Regions from separate parts of the Mus musculus genome. Here region 1 is linked to region 2. A link is a contact called in public promoter capture Hi-C data. All regions are on one chromosome and are shown on one strand. Each heading gives the region's core, a stretch centred on a gene start, on an enhancer-like site or on the middle of the called end of the contact. The rest is flanking DNA. Distances are from core to core; before and after follow the strand shown. Region 1 overlaps Plekha1 (pleckstrin homology domain containing, family A (phosphoinositide binding specific) member 1). Region 2 holds the start of Ate1 (arginyltransferase 1).

Evidence for each region. Promoter capture Hi-C pulls out the DNA fragments that hold promoters and counts their contacts.
Region 1: a contact with region 2 is called in a promoter capture Hi-C map of hippocampal neurons, with 2.5 times the contacts expected there. The contact joins the enhancer-like site here to the promoter of Ate1 in region 2. A contact is called at or near these places in 4 of 39 promoter capture datasets (the 3T3-L1 cell line, embryonic stem cells, hippocampal neurons and 1 more), 3 of 484 Hi-C or Micro-C datasets (stem cell-derived neural stem cells, uterus and ventricular fibroblasts), 4 of 115 datasets of contacts at active chromatin or transcription factors (astrocytes, bone marrow-derived macrophages, large pre-B cells and 1 more) and 3 of 9 other capture datasets (adipose tissue, liver and pancreatic islet).

The regions. Positions count from the first base shown.
Region 1 is chr7:130,891,148-130,896,717 of GRCm38.p6, forward strand. Plekha1 (pleckstrin homology domain containing, family A (phosphoinositide binding specific) member 1) reads left to right here. Exons shown (of 13, transcript NM_001346515.1): 5 at 1,034-1,131. Among named protein-coding and RNA genes, the nearest start is that of Mir7061, 14 kb to the right of the region's middle. Within about 2 kb of position 2,119, at least 108 of the 459 cell types and tissues checked have an H3K27ac peak or open chromatin away from gene starts, as enhancers often do. A contact at or near this core is called in adipose tissue, bone marrow-derived macrophages, hippocampal neurons and 2 more, where this site is marked.
Region 2 is chr7:130,516,215-130,521,700 of GRCm38.p6, forward strand. It overlaps Ate1 (arginyltransferase 1), which reads right to left and starts at 3,366. Exons shown (of 12, transcript NM_013799.3): 1 at 3,142-3,366. The coding sequence starts at 3,247. It overlaps Gm4275 (putative uncharacterized protein ZNRD1-AS1), which reads left to right and starts at 3,377. Exons shown (of 4, transcript XR_869987.2): 1 at 3,377-3,631.

The sequences.
Region 1 (5,570 bases), core at 869-3,368, 370 kb after region 2:
ATTGGCAACTAATTAGGTCACTAATAGAGTGCTGTATCAGTGAGGGTCTGTTGAATAGAAACACCATTTAAGGCATTTCTCTGTCCCAAGGTAATTATTACAGGTGGTTAGATGTTTCAGTGACTCAAACTTTGCTGACTCTGTGGCTAGGAGACAGGAGGACAGAGGTAAGACAAAGCCTTAGATCTGGAGGGGCTGCTGCCAGGAAGCTATGAAATAGAGGTTTAGACTCAGCCCTTAAGCTTCAGGACTTTAAAGCAAGGCTGTATATTTAGCACAAATGCTAATAACAATACAGATGAGAGTTATTAGAAACCTCGTGGACACAATTGGCAATTGGGAAGACGCTTTTGTATAGGGATTCAGCTTTTTGTTTGTTTTGTTTTGTTTTGTTTTGTTTTGTTTTACTGAGACAGGGTTTCTCTGTGTATCAGCCCTGGCTGCCCTGGAACTTGCTTTGTAGACCAAGTTGTCCTCAAAGTCACAGAGATCTACCTGCCTCTGCTTCCTGAGTGCTGGGATTAAAAGTAGGAGCCACCATAAAGTGCAAGAGGATAGTGGATCCCCTGGAGCAGGAGGTTCAGACAGTTGTGAGCTGTCAGGTGGGTGCTGGGAATTAAAGCCAGGTCCTCTGGAAGTATAGCCAGTGCTGTTAACTACTGAGTCATCTTTCTAATCCCCTCAAACAAAATTTTTAAATGTTAATTCTCTGTGACTCAATAAGTCTATATGAAGAAAATTATTCCACAGAAATACTGGCTGAAGTGTGAAGGAATCTCCCCAAGTGATACTTTATTGTGATGGCCTGTGTTAACTGAAGTATGCATCATTGGAGGACTGACTCACTATTTAGCAGTATCCTCATTTAGTGAAGGCTGGCCAGAAAAGAGTTCTGCCTGTGTAACTTAGCGATGAAAACAGTGGTTTTTTTATCTTGTAAAATCCAAGAGTTACAGTAAAACTTTTATAGATGTTCTAAACAGAATTTAGAGGTAACAAGTATAATATTTCATGCACTTTTTTTTTTTGACAGTTATGAATGCAGGAATGAGAAAATACTTTCTACAAGCTAATGATCAGCAGGACTTAGTGGAGTGGGTAAATGTCTTGAACAAAGCTATAAAAATTACAGTAAGTATTTTTTTTTGAAAAAGTTTCCCTTTACAGAAGTAATGTTTACATTATAAAAATGTGTCTAATGTCCTCAGTTTACCAACAGATTGCAGAGTCAAGCTTGGTTTAAAAGCTGTGTACTGACTGTGAGCCTCTGTCTAGTGTGTGGGGACTTAGGGCCTTGAAGGCTTTCCCCGTGTCCTTAGGGAGGATCCACATTTCTGTACATGCTGATTGTGCTTTTGTTTTGCATCTAGAATAGGATAAGAGGCTTTGACCACATACTCTGAGAATGGCATACGCTTTCTCCTTTTCTAAGCCATGACAGGAGAAGGTAGGTGTGGGCTGGGGCAGGTACAGGTCTGGGGATGAGTCTGAAGAGCTGTGGTAAGCAGAGGGTTCTGCCTGTGTGCTCTCGTGATGTCTGAGGCTCTGGACTTCTTTCACCTGTCCTTTCCCCTGGAGTTCCATGGCCTGCCGCTCTTCCCTCTGCTGATGCTACAGTGGCTGCTTAACAACTCTTTTCTTTTGGTTGGTTTCAAAAATGAACACCAGTACTTACTGTTACTGGGCCAGCAGGCAGGCTTCAGATGAAAGTTTGCCCTTAGCTTTCCAGAAAGATGAGCTGTGGATTCCTGCGCCCTGGACCCTGAATCTGTGGTGCAGTGAGCAAAGAACCCCTTCTTAAAGTCAGCCAAGCTTTTCTGAGCAAGTTGCTGCTGCTGCTGCTGTGCACACGGACTGCCTCTCTGCACCTTCCCTCCTCACACAGAGTAGACTGCCTGGACAGGGGTGGGAGGGACTCCTCCTGTGTGGGGCTGTATCAGCTAAAGTTTGTTCTTACTGAGTACAGTCATTTACTGGTCCTGGTCTACACAAGTGCCCTGAAAAGCAGTGCGTAAAGTCCTCATCTAAAGTGAGTGACTCCGTGTTTATGCCACACTGCAGCAGACTTCAGATAGCCAACCAAGGCTGTCCTTAGTTAGGTCACATTTTTTTGTATTGCACCAGAACAGCTTGTTACCACATGACAGAAAACACCCACACACCGCGTCTGATCTGTTCGTGAAGCAGAAGTTATTTGGGGACTTTTGCAGTTTCAGGAAAGCAGTATTTTTGAACAGACTCAGAAGTTTATGTTCTTATAAGGTCTTAGTCGATCGTTTTGAGCCCCTAATAAATGTTCCCTACCCAGAAGATGTGTTTATGGAGACTGCATGTAGTACTTTCCTGAATTCATTTTTCACAGTTTACAATAATAAGCAGAACTGGCTACTTTTAGTGATTTGGAGAAAAGTGGAATGAATAGACCCAGCATTTTACCAAGTTGGAATGCCTTGAGTTGTTACTTCATTTATTTGTGGAACTAAGTTTTTCACGTGCCATTGCAAACTTTTCAGCACGGAGGAGAAACTAACAGTGTTTAAGGTATAGACCTTTCATTAGCTCTTGTGATCTTGCAGCTTTATTTTATATGACATTTTTACTGTTTTTAGATAGATCTCGATACTGATTTTCATGAGTTTATAGTTCATATTTAGAAAGGTTAATACAAGTAAGATACAGAAGTCATCAGTGAAGTAAGTGACCTGAATGTAGAATTGGTAATCGACTGGAGCCAATTCCAGGCAAACAGGAGAATGAGAGAATCCCAGGCTTTACTACGTTATGTTTCGTTGGTGCTGGAGAGATGGCTAAGTGGTTAAGAGCACTGGCTGCTCTTGCAGACGACTTGGGTTTGGTTTCCCGTACCCATGTGACTGTCCATAACTATCTGTAACTCCAGTTTCAGGGAACACATACAATACTGTCCTCTGGCCTGCGGGTACAGACATGTAGCCAAAACACCCCATACACATAAACTTTTAAAAAAAAAAAGTTAAAAATAGATATTTTGTTAATTAATTAATTTTTTATTTTATTTTTTTTGAGACAGGGTTTCTTTGTGTAGCCCTGGCTGTCCTGGAACTCACTCTGTAGACCAGGCTGGCCTTGAACTTAGAAATCTGCCTGCCTCTGCCTCCCAAGTGCTGGGATTAAAGGCGTGCAGCCCATGCCCGGCCTCTTAAATTCTTTAGAATAAAAATTCTACCAGTTTAGACCTTATAGGCATTTTGCACATTTAAATATATTGGAGTGTGACATGTCTAATTTCATATTTAAATGGACAATAATTTACATGTAGGATCTTTGAAAAATTAATATTCCCATTTTAACACACGTAGTTTACCTTCCTTTTGAACCATTCCAAATGATATTTTGATCAACTAATTTAGTGGTCTACCGAGTACTATGTAATCTATACGTTTAAAATTTACAATTTGTTTTTCAGAGTGTGGTTTCAGCCTAGGGATTGTTAGAGCACTGTGGCTAAGAGCATGGTGATGAGTTGAGTGTTCGGTTTTAGGCGTGTACGGCCATAGTTCACTGCCCTTCACAGCTATAGTCTGGGTAACATTGTAAATTCTTTCCTAAATGTTTAAAGAAGAAAAGAAAAAAAGATTTGTAAAAGGTCAATATTAAAAGAAATAATCTTGAAGGATATTTTTACTGACTTGAGTTTTAAAAGTCAAAAGTGGAAGCAGGCTTTCAAATGTGTTAGTCTACTGTCAGTGTAGCAGCTCCTGGTCCCTTGCTGGTTGGGAGAGTGGTGAAGATGGCCATAGTTTTTTCCTAAGCAGAAGTCCACTATTTCTAAAATGTCTTTTTCCACCATAAGTTCTAACTTACAAGCTAGTCTTTTAAAGTTGTAGCAGAAATTTCACAGTGATTTTTTTTTTTTTTTTTTTTAAATGACAGCTGGGACAAGTAAGCTGAATTTTGGGTTAAAGAACAACCGGGCCGCCCTGCAGTGTTAACCAGGCCTTTGCGAGCCAGGCAGGTCAGATGGAGAGACACTTCCTGTGCAGGTCTTGCCACCCAGGAACTCATCAAATACTTTAGGTCTGCTCCGTCCTCTAGCTCTGCCCTCATTCCTGCTGAGTGGAATTTTACTCCCTTGTAACTTTTGAGAAGTCTGTAGCCTTTTTATTTATGCTAGTCATAAATGCTGAAGTCTGTTTTACTCAGTTTTTCTTCTCATTATTTTCTTTTCTGATATTGGGACATTCTATTGTGGTCACAGTAAATGCCTGCTAAGGACACATTTAGATCCCTCCTATGAAATCGTCCCGTGGAGCAGAAGCACATTAGGTACCTGGCTGTCCTCTGCCCGTTGATTTGGCTCTCCGGTGCTCATTCACAGTTGGCTGATTTGCAGGTGGCGTGGGGGTTCTTCATCTTAGTGTTTGGATTTGACTCACTTTCATTCAGAGTTGGTTTTGTAAATTCTAAGGGAGTTAATTTATTTCTGAATTCCTTGAAAACAAGGTTATTTCAACTTAAGTAATTTTTATTGTAAACTGTCGCTCAAGTGTTGGGAATTGTGCCCTGCTTAGGCTTCATTTGAGGGCTGTCAGCAGAGGGCCAATTGCACAGGAAAGGATTTTCAGCATGACCTGTTTCTTCTGTATTAAGGACTTTTCAGAAATCCTTAGGCGTAGCAGAACCCTCACCCTGGAGGATAATTGCTGTTCCTCCTGCAGGTCACCACAGAGCACCAGTCTCAGGTCATCTGCTGGATAGATTGTCTTTGTGGCTCAGATTCTCTTACTGTTGCTGTTTGCTGATTACAGTGAGTTCACAGGACCACACTTAGGAAAATGACTGAAGTAAATTGTGTGATTCTAGAAACTGCACTAGATTTCATCTGCAAGTTCTACTAGTATGTGTTATCCTAATTCTAGCCAACACTTTGTCTCCTGTTGTAATCACCTTCAGAAGGCACATAGAATATGGCCTCTGAGGATTCCACAGACATTCGAGATTGACCTCCTTTCTCTGCTCTTCCCTCTCTTTCTCCTTTGTGTCTCCTGTGTGGAAGTATGCATTTGATGCTAAAGAAAGCTGCCAGGGCCTGAGGAAAGCCTGCCAGGGAAAGCAGTGGGAGAAAATGACATTAAGATATAAGCCGTTCTTACCCAGGACCTGCTAGGTTCCTAGTGTGTGTGGGTTGAGATCTTACACACAGTCTGTGTGCTTATTCAGTACTTTGAAGATAGCTTCTTTGTAAATAAAAGTGTCTGCATTGTACGTCAGCTTTTTTCCAAATCCCATGAGCATAGTGTGATGGACAATGACAACACAGCATGGACAGTGTGTGAAATACAGCCCGGCCCCTCCAAAGCACCTGTTCCTGCCGAAACTGCAGTTTCAGGGAGATGTTTTAGAGACTCGCTCTGGGGATGGAGCCTGGCAACCTACAGATTTTAGTGATGTTCCTGGTAATGTCTTAACGTACATGCCCGCCTTGGATGGACTCACATTAGTACATTAGTACATTAACCTGCCTTGGATGGACTCACATTAGTACATGTAGGGCCTGTGACTGCTGTTAGTAATTTCTCTGTAGTTCACAG
Region 2 (5,486 bases), core at 2,116-4,615:
CTTGTTAAAACCCTTAAGTGTTCTTTACAAGAAAAAACAGGTAAGTTAGAGGAGGTGTGGTAAAACTGCAAAGGCAGAGACAGGTGGATCTCTGGGCATCCCAGGCCAGACTGGGCTACCTAGTTAGACCCTGTGTAAAAAATAAATTAAAAATAAAAATGGCAAATTTAGACTAAAGTTCTAGAACATTCAAATTGGAGTAAAAAAAAGTCTGCATTTACTTTACACCTAACATAATACGTACAACACAAACAAAAAATAAGTTATATTAATTCTAAGGTAGGAGTGGTGACACAAACCTGTAATCCTAGAATTTAGGAGGTAAATGCATGTGGAGTCAGATGGTGGAGTCAGGAGTCAGGAGTCAGGGTTTAAGACCAACCTCAGCTATATAATAAATTTGAAACCAACCTGAGTAACATAAGATCCTGTGTGTTTGGGGGGGAGGGGGTATTAAGTCAGGTGTGGTGGCACACACCTTTGATCTCAGCACTCAAGAGGCAGAGGCAGGAACATCTCTATGAGTTCAAGGCCAGCCTTGGCTACAAAGTGACTCTAGGAGTCCAGGCAAGTCAGGGCTATATAAGAGACCCATTCTCAAAACAGGAACAAAAAAAAAAGAAATCTAATCTAAAGAATCAAATATATCAAAAGTGACTCCTACTCCATTTAATTAAAAATTAATAAATCATCTCAATTCTCACTGGAATTGTAGACTTCACACAAACTTTCAGAGAACCTCCAGTGAGTTAACACACTGGTCTCACCTATTTGAGAGTTGCCATTAATTAGTTTACCTTCTATTGCTATGCAAGAAACACTATAATCAAATATGGTTTCGGGGTGAAAGGGTTTATTTCCTCTTACAGCTCACAAGGCATCATAGAAGGAAGTCAGAGCAGAAACTGGAGTCAGGGCCCTGGAAGCAAATACCTCAGGGCAGGGATCTAAAGGCAGGAAGTGAAGCAGAGGTCGGGGAAGAACACTGACTACTGACTAGCTCTTCTTGGCTTGCTAGAACTGGTTTCTTGTACATCCCAGTACCCCATGCCCAGAGCTGGGCCCTCCTATATTAATCACTAATCAAAATATGTCACAAAAGACTTAACTACAGGCCATGGGAGAGCGGCAGTTTCTCAGTTGAGGTTTCCACTTTCCAGGTAACTCTAGCTTGTGTCAAGCTGACCAGCACAAAGGTATGTTAGTTCTACTACTTGCTATGCATAATATATATAGCACAGGCTTGACCCTTAAAAATAGGACAAACATATACAGACATACTCATTCAAAATAAATGAACTGACAGTAACTGGCATCCCAAGGGAACAAGATGATGATGACAGAGCCTCTGAAATTATCAATTCAGTGAAATAACTATGACACTGTGGACGAGGGGACAAAAATGATGGGGATTAACATGTAAAGGACATACCTGAACTAAAACTTAAAACGACGAGTTTTTTTCTTCCTGAAGAAATTGTACCAGCTATATATAGAAACATGCTTTATAGAGTGGCAAGCGAGGAGGGGAGAAATGGTGTCAAGTTCCAGTAAAAATGTTAGCATACCAGTTCTATAACCTTCATTTCAGTTCCTGCCCCAAGGTTCCTTCCTGCCTCCACTTCTTGCCCTGACTTCTCAATGGAGCGAAAGCTCTAAGACGAAATAAGCCCTTTCCTCCCCAAACTGCACTTGATCATGGTGGTTATCACAGCAATCCAAAGCAAAACTAGTGACTAGTCACTCGCTGACACCAACAAGTTATTCTGAGCCTCAAAGGAATCCTCTGTAGTTCTGAGGCCACTCAGATATAACAAGAGTTCCTACAACAGTCACCCAACAGAAGAGTGCCTTACAGGAAAGACGAAAACTGAAATGCTGGGAATTTATAGTTATCTTTCTAGATGATAAAACTGTTCTTCAACAAATCTTGAAGCACAAAATATTTATATTGTCCAATTTTCTCTAATACGAAATTACTAGGGGTAGGGGTAGTAAGGTCCTCCCTATTAAAATATGTTTCAGTCACATAATACTGGCAAATATTATAGTCAGAATATAAAAATTCTGAAAAAGAATAGTATCTCTATCACTCAAAGTGAGCCACTGTCATTTGATGTGCTTTCTTGGCCTTATTTGGGCTTTATTGGACCGTATTCCTCTCAGCTGTCACGTGTACTCGGCTGTCATCTGCATCCTGTTTATTTAACCCTATGCTCCAAGCGTTTTTTTCACTTAACTGGTCTTCGTAATCCGTGCATCTAACGATTGTATAACTGTCTACCCAAGGCCGCGGTTCACCTAATAATACACTTTCTCCTAATAAACACTTTTAATGCATCCATAAACCAAAATCCCGTGCACAGCCAAACCACTAAACTGTCTTTCAAAACGGGTAAATCTCTAACCTAAATTTATAGTCAAGTTACCTTGCTTCCACCTGCAGGATTATTCTAAACCATCCATCCTAGATTCTGTATTTGCCGATCATGACACGGCAGACAATAAGTACATATTCGGCTTACAAACAAATCTTCCGTAAGAAACCTGAATCCTAGCCCGGTGGTGATGCACACCTTTGATCCCAGACCCTCGGGAGGCAGGGGCAGGCGGATCTCTGAATTCCAGGCCAGCCTGGTCTACAGAGTGGATTCCAGGACAGCCAGAGCTACACAGAAAACGTTTGTCTCGAAAAGCCAGAAAAATAAAATAAAATAAAAAGAAAAGAAACCTAAAGCCTGAAGGAACACCGTTATTACGGTCTTCAAGATGGATTGGCACAATGACATGGTATAAATCCCTGATTTAAAAAAAAAGTCGAGCAGGTATTTTATCAAAATATCAAGCCGATCTCGGTTTCCAGTACGTTCTCCCAGACACTTTCTCCAAAATGACAGCGAACAGGTGTGCACGCACACGCCCCTCTACACATGCAGCAGGGGGCCTCGGCTGCCGCGGGGATGGATGCAGGGCGGCCGTCAGCTCCCAGGAGCCTCCCCATCTCCCTTCCCGTCTCCCAGAGCAGCCGCTGAGGGAGCAAGGGTGGAGGACACCCGGCTCTTCACGACGCTCCCCCAGGCTGCGGCCACCCAAGACCCTCACAGAGCCCGAAGCACACGCCCGCCGGCCGAGCTCGCTCACCATAGGAGCGACTGCCCAACTTGTTCTTGCAGTAGCCACACTGGAAGGAGGTCTGGCCCTCAAAATACTCTACAAGGCTAGGTGAAGGCGCGCTCCAAGAAGCCATGTCCGCGACCCCGCCGCCGCTGCGCCACCCAGTCCTACGCAGCCGCCGCTACCGCCGCCTTCGCCTCCACCACCCCACAATGCAACGCGCGCGCCTCCGAAGATCGCGCGAAGCCACTCGAGTGCTCCCGGGCTGGAAGGACCGGACGCCCTACGTCACTGACGCCGCCCGCGCCATGTTGACTGCGGGCAGCCGTCCGCTAGTTCCGTTCCTCCTCTGTGAGGGGCGGCTACCCCCTAGGGAGGGCGAGGGCGGGAAGACCGGGATGGAAAGGAAGCCGGCTGAGGAGAGACCAATGGGACCGGGAAGCTGGAGTCGGGTGACCAACGGCCTCAACCCGCGCGGCAGGCCTGCCAGGACGTAGCGAGAGCCTGGCTGAAGCCGGTAAAGGCGACCTGGACGGCGGGACACTCACCACACGACGTCTTGCCCTCCCTGGACTCGCAGTAGCCGCAGTAGTAGCCGGCCTTCAGGCCCTTGTATTCCACCACCGAGGCCATGGCCGCCGCTGTGGGCTTGAGGAGCGGCCACGCCTCTCAGCGCGGGGAACCTCGGGGAAGGGCCGAGAGCGCGGGGGTTGCCGGGTTCGCGGCTCTCCGCCGATCCCCGGTCAGGCCACTGGCCGCCAGCCTGGGTTGCAGGGGTGCGTCTCGGAACCCAGTGTTTAGTGGCCAGCAGGTTACTTGTCCAGTCAACAGCAGTCCTTGTCACTGACGCGATCTCTCAGCCCGCTTTACAGATAGGGAAACTGAGGCTCCAGGTTGGGATTCACCCGGTCATTTGCGCTCTGTAGTTGAAGGTTAACCTCGAGTTCTGCGCCTGACCACCTGTGAGGAACGAGGAGCCGGAGCTGGCTTGATAGAGAGGGATCTAGAATCCAAACAACTCTGCTAGAGCGGAATGTCCAATGACGAAGCGACACTTTCCTCTTTTAAAGGGAGTTTTAAATATCACTCAAAAAGAATTTTTAACTCTTCAGGCTGAACATTTACATAATCTGAATTCACTCCATGGGTCTCCAATTTGCAAAGAACGTGTTTTAGGGAATGAGGTTGTGAGGCAAAGTGTAAAAATAAAGGCATGCTCCTACCAAGATAATATTCCTTAGCTTTCTCCTCTGCGTACACAGATGTTTAAGTCTGTCTGGCATAATTTCCATAGTCGACAATATGGTGAATTCCTTTTTGCAGTGTCTAGAAAGTGCAATCAGGAAACTTTTTTTTTTAATTATGTTTGTGGGTGTTTAGCCTGCAAGTAGATATGTGTACAACCTTCATCCAATGCTGGAGGCATCCAGAAGGCATTGTAGACCCTGAAACCTTGACGGGCAGACAATTCTGAGCCACTCATGTAAGATTGAAAGGATGGAAAAATACAGCCTCAACTCCAGCCTCCTAAGAAGCCCTAAATACCACAAATTCCAGACCCTGCTCCCTGCCAGTATACAGGTAAAAGGTCACACTTCCGTGCTGTTCCAGGGCCCGCTTCCTGTATGGAACTAGGTGAAAGAGCATTAAGACAGACCCTTGAATACGTGATCCTGGCCTAGTAAGATAACAGGAGGAGAGGAGCTGACTAACTGCTTATCTAGCAACTGTAAAGTGCTTGCACAATGGAAGGAAAGATTACACACTGAAAGAACTGCGTGGGGTCTTGATGCTATGAAATGATTGGTTTGCGAAACGCAGGCTTTGTTGTAACCCCATAAAAGCTGTCCCAATTCTGCACTCGTGGTCCGTGGTCCTCTACCCCTGCGTGGTGTACTGGGCCCCAGAGCACGCCTGGAATAAAAAGTCCTCTTGCGGTTTGCATCAAGGCCGTTTCTTGTGAGTGATTTGGGGTGTCGCCTCTCCTGAGTCAGAACGTGGGGGAGTCCTCACTTTGTGGGTCTTTCAACATCAAATATGATGCTGGGAACCAAACTCTGTGTCTTCTGCAAGATCATCAAGTGCTCTTAACCACTGAGCCACCACCTCTCCTGCCGGTGAACAAACTTATTTTTCAACTGTTAATGAACCTAGATGACCTAGAACTCTGGACCTCCCCCCCCCCCGCCCCCCAGGCTCCACTGTGCTGGAATCCCGGGTGTGCACCACTGTACATGGCTAAATGTATAAACTTTTAAAGGAAATTTCAACGGTTTTGACCCTAAGGTTTTCCGTGCTAAAGATGCATCTAGTTAAGTTTAATAATGAATTCAGGGCCTGGTGACCAACGTTGTTCATACAGTTGTTTAAGA